Linked DNA regions of Mus musculus: region 1 is linked to region 2. The links are chromatin contacts, called in public promoter capture Hi-C maps. All regions are on one chromosome and are shown on one strand. Each heading gives the region's core, a stretch centred on a gene start, on an enhancer-like site or on the middle of the called end of the contact. The rest is flanking DNA. Distances are from core to core; before and after follow the strand shown. Region 1 holds the start of Cnot6l (CCR4-NOT transcription complex, subunit 6-like). Region 2 has its middle 52 kb from the start of Cxcl13.

Region 1 (5,688 bases), core at 132-2,631, 150 kb before region 2:
ACATATTGAATCGACTCTGGACCGGCGTCGGTAAATACCCAGCACAGAGCCATGCGCCGGGAGAGACGGAAAAGTGCAAAATCCAAGGCAGCACTCTGCCTTGCAGAGCACATGCAATTTGCTTCTAGCTTTGTTGGAAGAAGCTTCAGGTGGCACAAGTAAAATCCTCCGGACTTAAAATAGCAAGCTCCATTCACACGGTAACCAATAATATTTCCAGTTTACACTTAAATGTTTTCACTCCGTAACCGCCGCAAACTGCCAAATACAATTTTATCGCGAGAGAGGATTAAAAATAGGACGGGGTTATCGCAGAGCGTCATAGGCTTTTAAACCCACCTCCCGCCATGCAATTTACACATGCTGTTTTTAAAAAGAAGAAGAAGAAGTCAAGAAACCCACTGAGGACGTCAGAAAACATTTCCTTGGGTCGTTCCACCTCACCTGAGGTCTCCTTAATTAACCACCCAGAATGCCCTGAGCTCTGCTGTGGGCCTGCGTGGGCCAGCGTCAGGAAACAGTGCAAGCACCCGCGTGTCCCTTCCCCATCCCCAGCATCAGCACCTAGGTTCTGCTAATCGTACGAGTCTTCTCGGCTTCTACCCTCCACTCAATCTAATAAAGCAGTTTTTTTTTTTTTCCCAAAACACCAGCGAGGGCGACGGTAAGAAGCGAGCCAGGCGCTTGGCCGTCCCGCGCGCACGCGCAACTCCCGAAGCGCGGCGCGCCGGGGCCCCGCCCCCTTCCCCTCACCCCACCCCTCGGCGCCGGGGAGTGACTGACTCCCGCCAGCCCCTCCACGTCAATCAACTCTCCTCCTCCTCCTCCTCGCACTCTCTGCACCTTGTTATTAATCTCTAAAGCGATAGCGCCTGGACTTCTCTCCCCGGCCCTCGGGGTTGTGAGCGTGTGTGAATTAGAGCGAAGGCATCGAAAGCTCGCGTCTCTCTCTCTCTCTTCTCCCTCTCTTTTTCTCTCTCCTCGGCCCCGGCCTCGGCAGCGACCCGGCTCGGCATCGACCCCCGCGGCGGCGGCAGCCTCAGCGCCAGGAGGCCAAGGCCAAGGGCGGGCTCCGCGAGGCTTTCGCAGCGGCGTCTCCGGCGACCGCGGGCCCTCTCCTACGCGCCCCGGTCGCCCCGGTCCTGCGCGGCGCGGCCCGCGTCCCCCCTCCCCGCCCCCCGATCCGTCTGCTCTGCGCTCCCTTCGGCCGCCCTCCGCCGCCTCGGTGGTTCCTCAGGCGGCCCGGCCCGGCCCGCCCGCCCCGCGTCCCCTCCGGCCGGTGCCTCTCCCCCCGGCGGGCTGCCTGCATGTCTTTACTGCCCTCAGCCCCGCCGCCACCGCCGCCGCCGCCTCCCCCGCCGCCGCAGCCCCAGCAGCAGCCGCCCCGCCGCCGCCGCCGTCGCCGCCGTCCGGACCCTGGCGCGCTGAATGCAGGTGAGGAGGGGGCGCGGGCCTCGACTCCCGGCCCTGCGCGCTCGCCTTCCGGGGCCCGGCCTCCCGCCGCCGCCGCGGCCCCTCGGGGTGAGCGGGCGGGCGTGGGTGTTTGTGTTTGCGTCTGAGGTCTGGAGGGGAGCATCTGTGGGGCCCTGGTGCGCGCGCGCGTGTTTGTGTGTGTGTGTTTCCCCAGCCGCGGGGAAATGGCTGCTGGTGCTCGTTCAGGGCCCGCGGAGGAGAATGAGGTAGAGTGTTTCCGTGCCTCGGAGTCGGACCGGGAGTGGAGCGAGGGGGAGCGCGTCTCCCCGGGGAAGTGAGGTGGGCGAGGGACGAACGTGTGTGGGTGTGTGAGTTGGGACTTTGGCGGGCGGGAGGCGGCCCCGCGGCGAGTGGGTGTGCGTGTGTGTCGCGTGTGTGTGTGTCTGCGTGTGTGTGTGTCGGGCGGCGGGAGCCGGCCCGCGTCGCCTCAGGGGGCGCGGGTTCCAGGCCGTGTGCGTGTGGGGAGGGGGACGGAGTCGGGGACCCCAGAGCGTCGAGGTCCTTCCGCTTCGAGGCCGGGGCTCAGAGCCTCACAGGTGAGAACGGCTCGGCGGGAACCCACGCCGTGGACGCGGGAGGCAGTGCGGCCCCCACGGCGGCGGGCGGCGGGCAGCGGGGGCTCGGGCCGCGGTTCCCGAGGCCGGGGCCGCGGCAGGAAGCGCGCCGGCCTGCAGCGCGGCCTAACCGTCTTCGCGCCCGGTGGCCTCCCCAGACGCTCCTGGGACTCCGTCCTCGCGCGGGCCCCGGGCGCTGCCCCGGGCCTGGCCAGGTGAGGGTCGGGGGCGGGACACGCGGATCGTGGTCGCCTGTGCCGCCTCCGCGTCTCCCAAGGGGAGAGGAAGGCATATTTTGGCGTTCTAACTGCAGGCCTTCCCAGGCTGGCGTGGGGAACCCGAGGGAAAGTGAATCAAAACAGGAAATCTCGGAATTCGTGGGGTTCGGATCTCCTCTTTCCGTCCGTCCTTTAAGGCTGTGCGAGCAGAGGCTTGAGTAAATACGTTCTTTGTTGTTGCAGTTGTTGCAGCGGATACTTTATCGTTGGTTAGATTTTTCACTTCCCTGGAAATCACTCTGGAAAGGCAGAGAGGAAGAAAGGGAAACTGGCCTTGTTGGCCTGTGGTGTTGGTGGGATTGGATCAATTTTGTGAATTTGAAATGGCTTATATCCTGCCTCCTAGAGGGAAAGGCGTGGACACAGAACTGAGGAGGTCAGTGAGGAAGAGGAAGTTCCCGGAGCTGTCATCTTAACCCTACCGGCGGCTTATTTAGCTTAGACTGTTTAGGCGGATTGTGTTCAGGAGTTTAGCTGAGCTGTTTGTACACAGTGAAGGCACGCTACAGCAGTTTTAGATGCTATCTTACTGATTCTCGTTATCTTAATTCTCCATGGAGATAGTCATGTGCAACCAAACGTGTTTTTCCTTAAGTCTCCCAAACCTAGATCATCAGCCTCTATGGTCAATTTATTGTGTGCTCCTGGAAAGCTATCTCAAAACAAAAAGCGGAAATAAAGGTAAATCTGCCACTGAGTGAATAGGGCATTTCAGAACTGTATGTAAACGGTATTTTAGTTGCCGACTAACCTCACTTTTTATATTTGGGTCTAGTTAGACCACACAGCTAGACCTTGACTGTGGGTGGAGTCACACAATACTGTATCATTTGAAGCTTTTAGGTCGTGGTCACTGTAATGACCAGAGATTGCTCTTTTCTGAACCTAGGCTCACAGAGAAACAGTATGTTCTTCAATGGGAGGGTGGGGGTGGGGAGAGGAGAAGTAAAAAGCTGTTTCTATCAACATTACTCGAGGAACAGCCGAAGTGTGGAGTTTAATAGGAAAAGGGTCTTAACTTTTACAGACTAGTTAGAACCATGGCCATGTCATTAATACTTATTGTCATGTTCTCTTGATGTCTAGGATTTGTGTATCTGTTTTCTTGTATCAGGAAGATGATACTCTTTCAGTAAGGTTGTGAGAGGCCATTGAGAAAACATGTTTGGCATATAGTAGATGCGATCTTTTACTACTGCCTGCTACTGCTCTGATTATAAGTATCGAAAAGTTTTTAAGTACAAATACTCATTAATTACCTGTAGCAATATTGCTTAATTGTGAGTTAGGGGGTCGAGAAAATACAGCTGGGGATGTAGCTTTGTGTACAAATATGTGGGCCCTGGGTTTGGGTCCCAGCAATGAGGAGAAAAAGTATTTCAGAGGCCTTTAATATACATAAAGTCTGTGTAAGCATATGAGATGTCCTTTTTTTTTTTCTAGACGTAAAATTGTCAATGTAGCCTTGCATGTTAGTTTATAGAAAATAGCCAAACTTGCTATATTTATTATTTTTGATTAGTTTTAGTTTCATTACTTTTTAATGAATTTAAAAACATAGTCCCTGGGAGAGGATCCTAAGTTCTGTAAGTTGATTACAATCAAACATCAGAATAGATGAAAGAAGTAGATTTTATATACAGCCACAAACAATAAATGTTACAAAACTGTTACATAATTCTTTTAGTTCAGGTTGACAGATTCTTGTAAATAAAACCTTTGGGAGCATCTTTCTGAGTTTTTCTACCATCCTGTAATAATCTGCTGTTTCTATTTTGTATAGAGTGGGTAGTAAATGTGCTATTTATTGAGTTTTAATTTTTTTAAATTTAAATTTATGTTTTTGGAAAACCATAATGGTGAGGGGTGTAAAGTAAAACCAGTGGAAAGGTTAGAAGAATTATACTTTTTAAAATTAAGTGTTTGTTTTTGAGAGTCTTGTCTTGTAGAGCAGGTTTACCAAAAACTTACAATCCTCTCGCCTTAGCCCCCTTATGGCAATTAGAGGCATTTGCATTTCACTTGGTTCTAATTTAAGAGGTTTGTTTGCTTACTTGCTTGCTTGTTTTATGTTTTAGGGAATGAGGATAAAGACAGTAGTGAGAATGTGTGAATGATTTCATTAAGTCCCTTAAAAATACTAGTTTGGGGGGTTGGAGAGGTAGCTGAGCAATGAAAGGAACATTGTACTCTTTCAGAGGACCAGAGTTGGGTTCCTAGTACCCATGTTGTGCAGCTCACAAGTGACTGACAGCTGTAGGGGATCTCACACCCTCTTCTGGCTTCAGAGGGTACCTACATTCAGTGCACATCAACCACATATAGATATATAAACATATAATACAAAGTAAGAAAATGAATCTTCAAACGCTCAGTTTTCCTAGTTAGATCTTATCTTTGTCTTAATCAATAATCTTAGTATTTTCTAAAATTTGTAAGTTAAAAGTGAGATTTTCTAAAGTTTCAAAATATTCGGTGAAAGTTTTAATATATAAACATCCAGGCTTCGGAGATGGCTCAGCAGGTAAGAGCACTGACTGCTCTTCCGAAGGTTGTGAGTTCAAATTTCAGCAACCACATGGTAGCTCACAACTATTTGTAATGAGATCTGATGCCTTCTTCTGGTGTGTGTGAAGACAGCTACAAGTGTACTTATGTATAATAACAAATAAGTCTTTAAAAAATTATTATAAATATCCACTGAAAAATTTGACACTCGAGAATGCATGTGTGTGCAGGGTCACTGGTTCCACTCTGGCTCCATTAAGGTTCAAGATCTGTATCTGCAGCTTCGTCTGCAACCTTTCCCCTGTGACCAGTTCCCCTTCAGATAATTCGATAAATCTGTACTTTTAATGAAAGAATTGTTAATATATCTAATGGGAGTAGTGCACACACACACACACACACACACGTAGGGACAGCTTTATTAGAAGGCAAATGTACTTTCATTTATCTAACATACAAAGTTTTAGGTATCACTATGGTAGTTTCAAACAAAATTTGTTTTGATTTAACCCCATCTCTCCTACCCTTTAATCCTCTTTGTTTTTATCTTGACCCACTTTATGGTTTCATGTTATATATGTTCTTAGTCGTCCTGTCCCTTTTCCCTCCTCATGATCTCTTTACTTGTTCTTGGTATCCATTCTAGTATTTTAGGCTTTATCCACATTTATTCCCCCTTACATACATACATCTATACAAGCTAGGATCTGCATATAAAGAGAGAATATTGGTTTGTCTTTCTGCATTCGGCCACTTGACTTAATACAATGCTTTTCAGGCCTATCTTTTTTCCTATAGATTTCACTTTTCTTTACAGCTGAGTAAAATTTCACTTTATATATATACTACATTTTCATTATAGGCATCTAGATTGA
Region 2 (5,955 bases), core at 1,071-3,570:
GGGTGGGCCCCTGAAGCCTGGTGGTCAGCTGGTCTTGCCACATTGGAGGCTCCAGGTTCAGCAGCATGAAAGTCTGTCTTTAAAAAAATAAAAAGAAAGAATGAAGTGCAGAGTGGTAGAGGAAGACATTCATCATTGATCTCTGGACTGCACATGCACATGTGCACCCCTGCCTTGCACACACACCTGGGATATGCCTGAATTCCATCCAGGAATGGAAAAACTGGATAAGAATTATGGAATCAGAGGCCTTTGTATAAAAATAAGCATTAAACTAGTTCATGTCACTCCTACAAAACGTAACTAGTTTGGCCAAGTACGGTTCCTAGACACCCCTCTCTCTCTCTTTCTTTCTCTTTCTCTCTCTCTCTCTCTCTCTCTCTCTCTCTCTCTCTCTCTCTCTCTCTCTCTCTGGGTGTGTGTGTGTGTAAATATGCTTGACATCAAGGAAGGTATGTACATTCACATGAATGTGTCTGTGTTCGTGTGTGTGTGTGCCTGTGTGTGTGTGTGTGTGTGTGTGTTTCTACAATTGACATCAAGAAATATGAGGGCGAATGGACACCATGGGATTGTTGAGAGTTTGGGAATGGCTGTCTGGAACTTCAGTAAGCGTCATGCCATTTATACTGCTTGGTTTGCTGTTGAGTTTCATTAGGGGTAGGGAAAATCATTAATGAGAGAGTTGAGAAGAAAGAGGAAGCATGTGTATAGTTATAGAGTTAAAACAAACCCCACAAGACATAATGAAAGAAGCCTATCAGAGACATGGATAAATAGAAACAAAGAAAGCTAAAGGTCGCAGGACATAAATAAGGGTGATGGGACCACAAGAGCAAGGTCTAGGGAATATGGCAGAGATGACAGGAGCAGGCAAGAAGCAGAAACAATAAAGCTATTGACAGGATCACTTAGTCCTGATGTTTCTGTTGTAAATTTGATGTATCAGTGCCTTCAATTTGGCCCTGCAAATAACAGCCCTATTATTCTGTTTGAAAACCCCAGAATCATGATAGGAAGAACTTGGGATTTCTATGATCCGTAACTGTTCTTCTTCTTCTTCTTTTTTTTTTTTCTGAGAAATTCTTCAATTTGGAAAAGGGACTTTCCAGTGGAAATAATAGAATGTAAATTGTTTACTTGGCAAAATACCATTGGACTAAGGTCCTTCATATATAAGAGTATGATAAGAGTTTACCTTCCCAACACTTTTAGAATTGGGTAACAGGGAAAGTTTTCTTAGCTTGCAAAAATCAAAGACATCTGAAAAAAAGGTTTTATTTTAGAAATATATGGCAGTGAAACTGGAGCTGTTGAAACCTTGGCCAATCAATGAACACACTGAGCAAGAACAAAACACTGGACTAGTTAAGGCTACCTTAAGCTGTTCGTCAACGATGAAGCCTTTAAGTTGGTACAAACAGGAAAATACTTCATGGTGGCTTTGATTCATTGTCCCATTGTCCTTCCAGGAAATACTTAACTGCTGGCAAAAGTACAGAGGAAAATGATGCATGTGTGCTTAGGGAAATGGTAATAAAAGCATAAAACTACCCAGTGTCAAACACATCGCAATGTACAGGTCATTTCAACCTGCTTTTGCTGCATTCTCTCTGTGAGTACACATACTGAATCTGCATTTATCCATCTCAGGTTGTACCGTGTATGTGCTTTGCATGATGGGTAAAGAAATAGGAAGATAGATAGTTATCCTCATGGAGGACCCATGCTCTTAGGACAATGGGTCCAAGCATATGAAGTACTTCTAAAGAGGGAAAGGCAAGCAGCTTTGGAATAAATCACTTAATTGGATATTATCATGTAGTTTGACACACAGGACAATTAGCAGCTTGATGGTTTGACCAGCTGCTTCTAGACTGTGATGTGGTGAATAACACACTTAGAATATGCCACTTGATTACAGCTGAAAAATAATGCCTTTGAGCTTGAGCATTAAGACCCTATTCTAAAACAAAGCCAGGCAATGCATCTCCAAATATTTCCCAGCATTTGTCCAAATGGTGTATCACTATCCTGAGATGCTTCAAAAACAAGGATCCTGTGGTCACATCTGAGTGATGTGACATGTTGTACCCTCTTGAGAATTCAGAGTACACATTTGCATAGTGAAGCCTCCAAGAAATTCTGCAGCAAGACGTTCATATTAAAAGCCCTGTACTACCTGAACATATTTGACTGTAGAGCTCCTTCTACTTACAGTGCTCAACTTGCTGTTTTAAACTGTACACAGGAGGTACTCAGGACATAGTGCCAGGTTCTGATGACTTGGAAAAGCAAACAAGAGACTAAAATTAATTTGCACCTGGACAAAGTGTTTATCCACCAATATTCTGAACAGGTGCCAGGCCCTGGTGGCCAAGCTTCTGCCCAGAGTCCTAGTAAATAAAACATAACTATGGCTCCAGGTGCCTGCTTTGTAGGACACTACAGACTTCTACTTAGAGAGCTTACATAGCCTACTGTACAGAGGTTTTCACATTTATTTTCTGTAAATATTTTTTCCATTCGCTAAAAGTCTACATCTATACAGCCCCTCAAAGATCTCTCCTGCTATGTGTCATGTATGTTTCTGTCACCACCTTGTTCTTCTGTACCTGCCTTGTCCACTTCATCTTGCTCCTTTTGAGTCATCCTCCAGTTGTAGTGGTCACACTTACTAGCTATAAGGTTCTGTGTGGGGCAGCTGTAGACAAGGAATCCACTCTTCTGCCTTCCTGCTTCCAAAGCAGGATGCAAGTGGGGCCTGTCTCCACCTCTCTCAAAGTCTTTCCTATGAAGTCATTGGATTTTTAGAGATAAGCTCCCCTCGTTGAAGTTTTGTCTTTTACTGTAATGCTAAGTGCAGGGGTGGATGGAGTCAGCACGGAGCCCCTGTGACCCTGCCCCCAAGCTAATTCTAATTGGTGAATAAAGATGTCAATAACTGTGCAGAAGAGACATAGGCGGGGTTTAGGCTTTGCAAGCTTGAGAGGAAGGCGAAGAATGTGCCGGAGAGGAGGAAGGAGAAGCCACGATGGGTTAAGGGTCAAGAGAACATGGCCCTGAAAGTTGCTCAGTTGGAGTTAAGAGCAGCCCAGATGGAGCATAGGAAATAGTAAATATTAACCTGGGGTTATCGATTGGAAAGGAGATTCCAGCAGCATGGAGGGTAGGCAGCTGCCCAATGCTTGTGTTGATTAAGACTTATTGTAAATATAAAGGCTGAGTGTGTGTGTGTGTGTGTGTGTGTGTGTGTGTGTGTGTGTGTGTGTGTTTTAAATCCAGGAACTCAATGATCAAGGTGAGGTAGAAGCCCCAGGGCTGGGATTGAAATATTTTCTACAATACTCCCAATATTTTTAATTTATTTATGTTTATTTTATGTAATTGGTATTGCATGTATGTCTATATGAGGGTTTCAGATCCTTGGAACAGGAGTTATAGACAGTTGTAAGCTGCCACGTGGGTCCTGGGAATTGAACTCGGGTCATCCGGAAGAGCATCCAGTGCTCTTATCTTCTTAGCCATCTCTCTAGCCCCTCCCCATATCTTTAAAAGGCAACACTCTTAATTGTATTGAATGTTCTTGAAGGTACCACTATTTCTGCAGATAATACTAATAAGACTCCTTGTAGATGGACTTATGCCTGATAATCACCTAATTCTTAGGACAAATTTATAAAATCCTGGTAGTTTCAGATCTTTAAAATAGTGCCTATTCATCATTTCCCTTTGGGGGCTGGGCATGTAGCTCTGTTGGTAGAGTATTTGCTTGTGCATCCGTTACTTCCCTGTTTCTTCGATACACCACCATGACCAAGGTAACATAGAAGAAGGACTTTATTTGGGCTCATGGTTCTAGAGGATGAGTACACAATGGCAGGGAAGTGGCAAGGATGGTGGCAAGAGCAGGAGCTGTGCACTCACATCTTGATGGCAAGCAGGAAACAGAAAGAGCAAACTGGGAATTGCACGAAGATTTGGAAAGCTCAAAGCTGGTCCCCATTGATGCGTTTTCTCCAGCAAGGCCACAACTCTTAGACCTCCACAAATTGTGCCACTAGTTGGGAGCCAAATGTTCAAATGTGAGGGACCATTCTCATTCAAAAAATCACATCTAGTATACACAGAACACTGGGTTCTATACTCAGTACTTTTAAAGCATGCTTATGATCCTAGCACTATGTAGAAAGGATCAGAAATTCAAGGTCATCTTCAGCTACATAGAAAGTTTGAGGACACCTGAGCTGCATGAATTTTTGTCTCAAAAGTAATACAAAATAAAATAACAGCTCCACAAAAGAAATTGTATCCCTTTTGTATTTGAACAAAGAAAACACAATTAATAGCACACACTCTGCTCTCCCCTACTTCCTTGCTCAAATGCATTCTTAGATGAAGCACAGCAGTAAAAAGAAACACAGTAAAGTGGAGAAATAAAGGAGTTATGGTAGAATCATGAAGGAAGTTGAGTTCTGATGCCATAAAACGATAATCTAATGCAGAAGAGGGTATTGTGCCACTTGTGCTGAGAAGCCAGGAGCATTGTTTTTTCTCTACACATTTAATAATCTCTTGATGCTACAAACAAGGATAGGCCCAGGATAGGATAATATCTGCGCAATTTTGGGGTTTGTATGGAGTGGAGAAAGAATAGCAAAAATACCTCCACCCACCTCATCCCCACCTCAGCCCCTGGACATCTTTTCAAAATGACCTAAAGATTATGTAGGACTCTTTCTATAAGACAGAAATTAACCTAATTTTATATAATGAATATAAACTGAAGTGAATTAATAAAACCCGCAATAATATAGATGAATTCCAAAAATATACTTAAATGAAGAACAAATTATAAGCTGGTACTGAAGATGGTCTCCATCAAAGATGTGGTCAGGAAACTTCATCTACCAGGGCACTGAGCAGGGTAGGAACTGAACCCACAAACGGGATGCCTGCACTCCTCTTGCCTATGTATCCCTGCCTTGTTTGCATTTATTTGTCCAGATGTTTGTTGGTTTGATGTTTTATTAGAAAGGTTTAAATAATGTAGCAATTTTTAAAAACTATTTTGCCTAATTTTTACAATTTTTGTTGCTCCTTGGTGTGTGTGCTAATATGATGTAATTTGATCTGCAGCTGGGACTGGTCCTCTGATACGCTCTTGATTCTGGAATTATGGCTATCCAGAGTTCGATCCTCAGTTTAGTTCTTTCAAGAATAACCTTATTGGAGAGGGCTCAATCCATGAAGTACTTACAGTGTAAAAATTAAAATCCCATCAAACTAGACATTTAGCTTAGTGCTAGGACTCTTGTCGAGAATGCATGAAGCCCTGAGTGTAGTCCTCAGTATGGAAAAAAAACAAAAATCAAACCAAACCAACCAACCAACCAACCAACCAAACAAACAAACAAACAAACAAAAACCAAACCAAACCAAACCAAACCAAACCAAACCAAACCAAACCAAACCAAACCAAACCAATCAACCAACCTACCAGCCAAACAACCAAACAAACAAAACCCACCTCAAGACTGACCAAAGACCAAAATACAAGACCCAAAATGAAAGTACAAGAATGAAGCAGAGGGGAAACATTTCAGGATGTGGAATAGACCCTGACTTTTCAGGATACGGTTTCCAAAGTTACGTCATCAAGAAGCTTTGGTACAGCAAAGGAGACAACAGAATGGAGAGCATCCTACAAAACAACTGAGTGAAGAGGGCCTACTGAATGGGGTGGAACATTATTTCTCTTCCTGAGGGTTAATATCTGGGATATATGAGGAACACAAGCAATGTTGCACTCCTCAACAGGTAATCCAATTAAAAATGAGTACATACGTCTCAAAGAAGAACAGCCCAGCAATGTATGAAATATGCTGGACATCATTAGGCAAGTGCGTAAATGCAAGTAAATCCAGATTGAAATTCTTACTCTAGTGAGAATGC

What was found. Promoter capture Hi-C pulls out the DNA fragments that hold promoters and counts their contacts.
Region 1: a promoter capture Hi-C map of liver shows a contact between it and region 2. The contact joins the promoter of Cnot6l here to the enhancer-like site in region 2. A contact is called at or near these places in 2 of 39 promoter capture datasets (both in liver), 1 of 484 Hi-C or Micro-C datasets (liver), 2 of 115 datasets of contacts at active chromatin or transcription factors (bone marrow-derived macrophages and pancreatic cancer cells) and 1 of 9 other capture datasets (pancreatic islet).

The regions. Positions count from the first base shown.
Region 1 is chr5:96,157,683-96,163,370 of GRCm38.p6, reverse strand. It overlaps Cnot6l (CCR4-NOT transcription complex, subunit 6-like), which reads left to right and starts at 1,381. Exons shown (of 12, transcript NM_144910.2): 1 at 1,381-1,434. Gm52799 reads right to left here and starts at 1,576. Exons shown (of 2, transcript XM_030254979.1): 1 at 1,480-1,576; 2 at 1-1,232. The coding sequence starts at 1,576. The coding sequence ends at 616.
Region 2 is chr5:96,005,641-96,011,595 of GRCm38.p6, reverse strand. No RefSeq gene overlaps it. Among named protein-coding and RNA genes, the nearest start is that of Cxcl13, 52 kb to the right of the region's middle. Within about 2 kb of position 2,320, at least 15 of the 459 cell types and tissues checked have an H3K27ac peak or open chromatin away from gene starts, as enhancers often do. A contact at or near this core is called in liver and pancreatic islet, where this site is marked.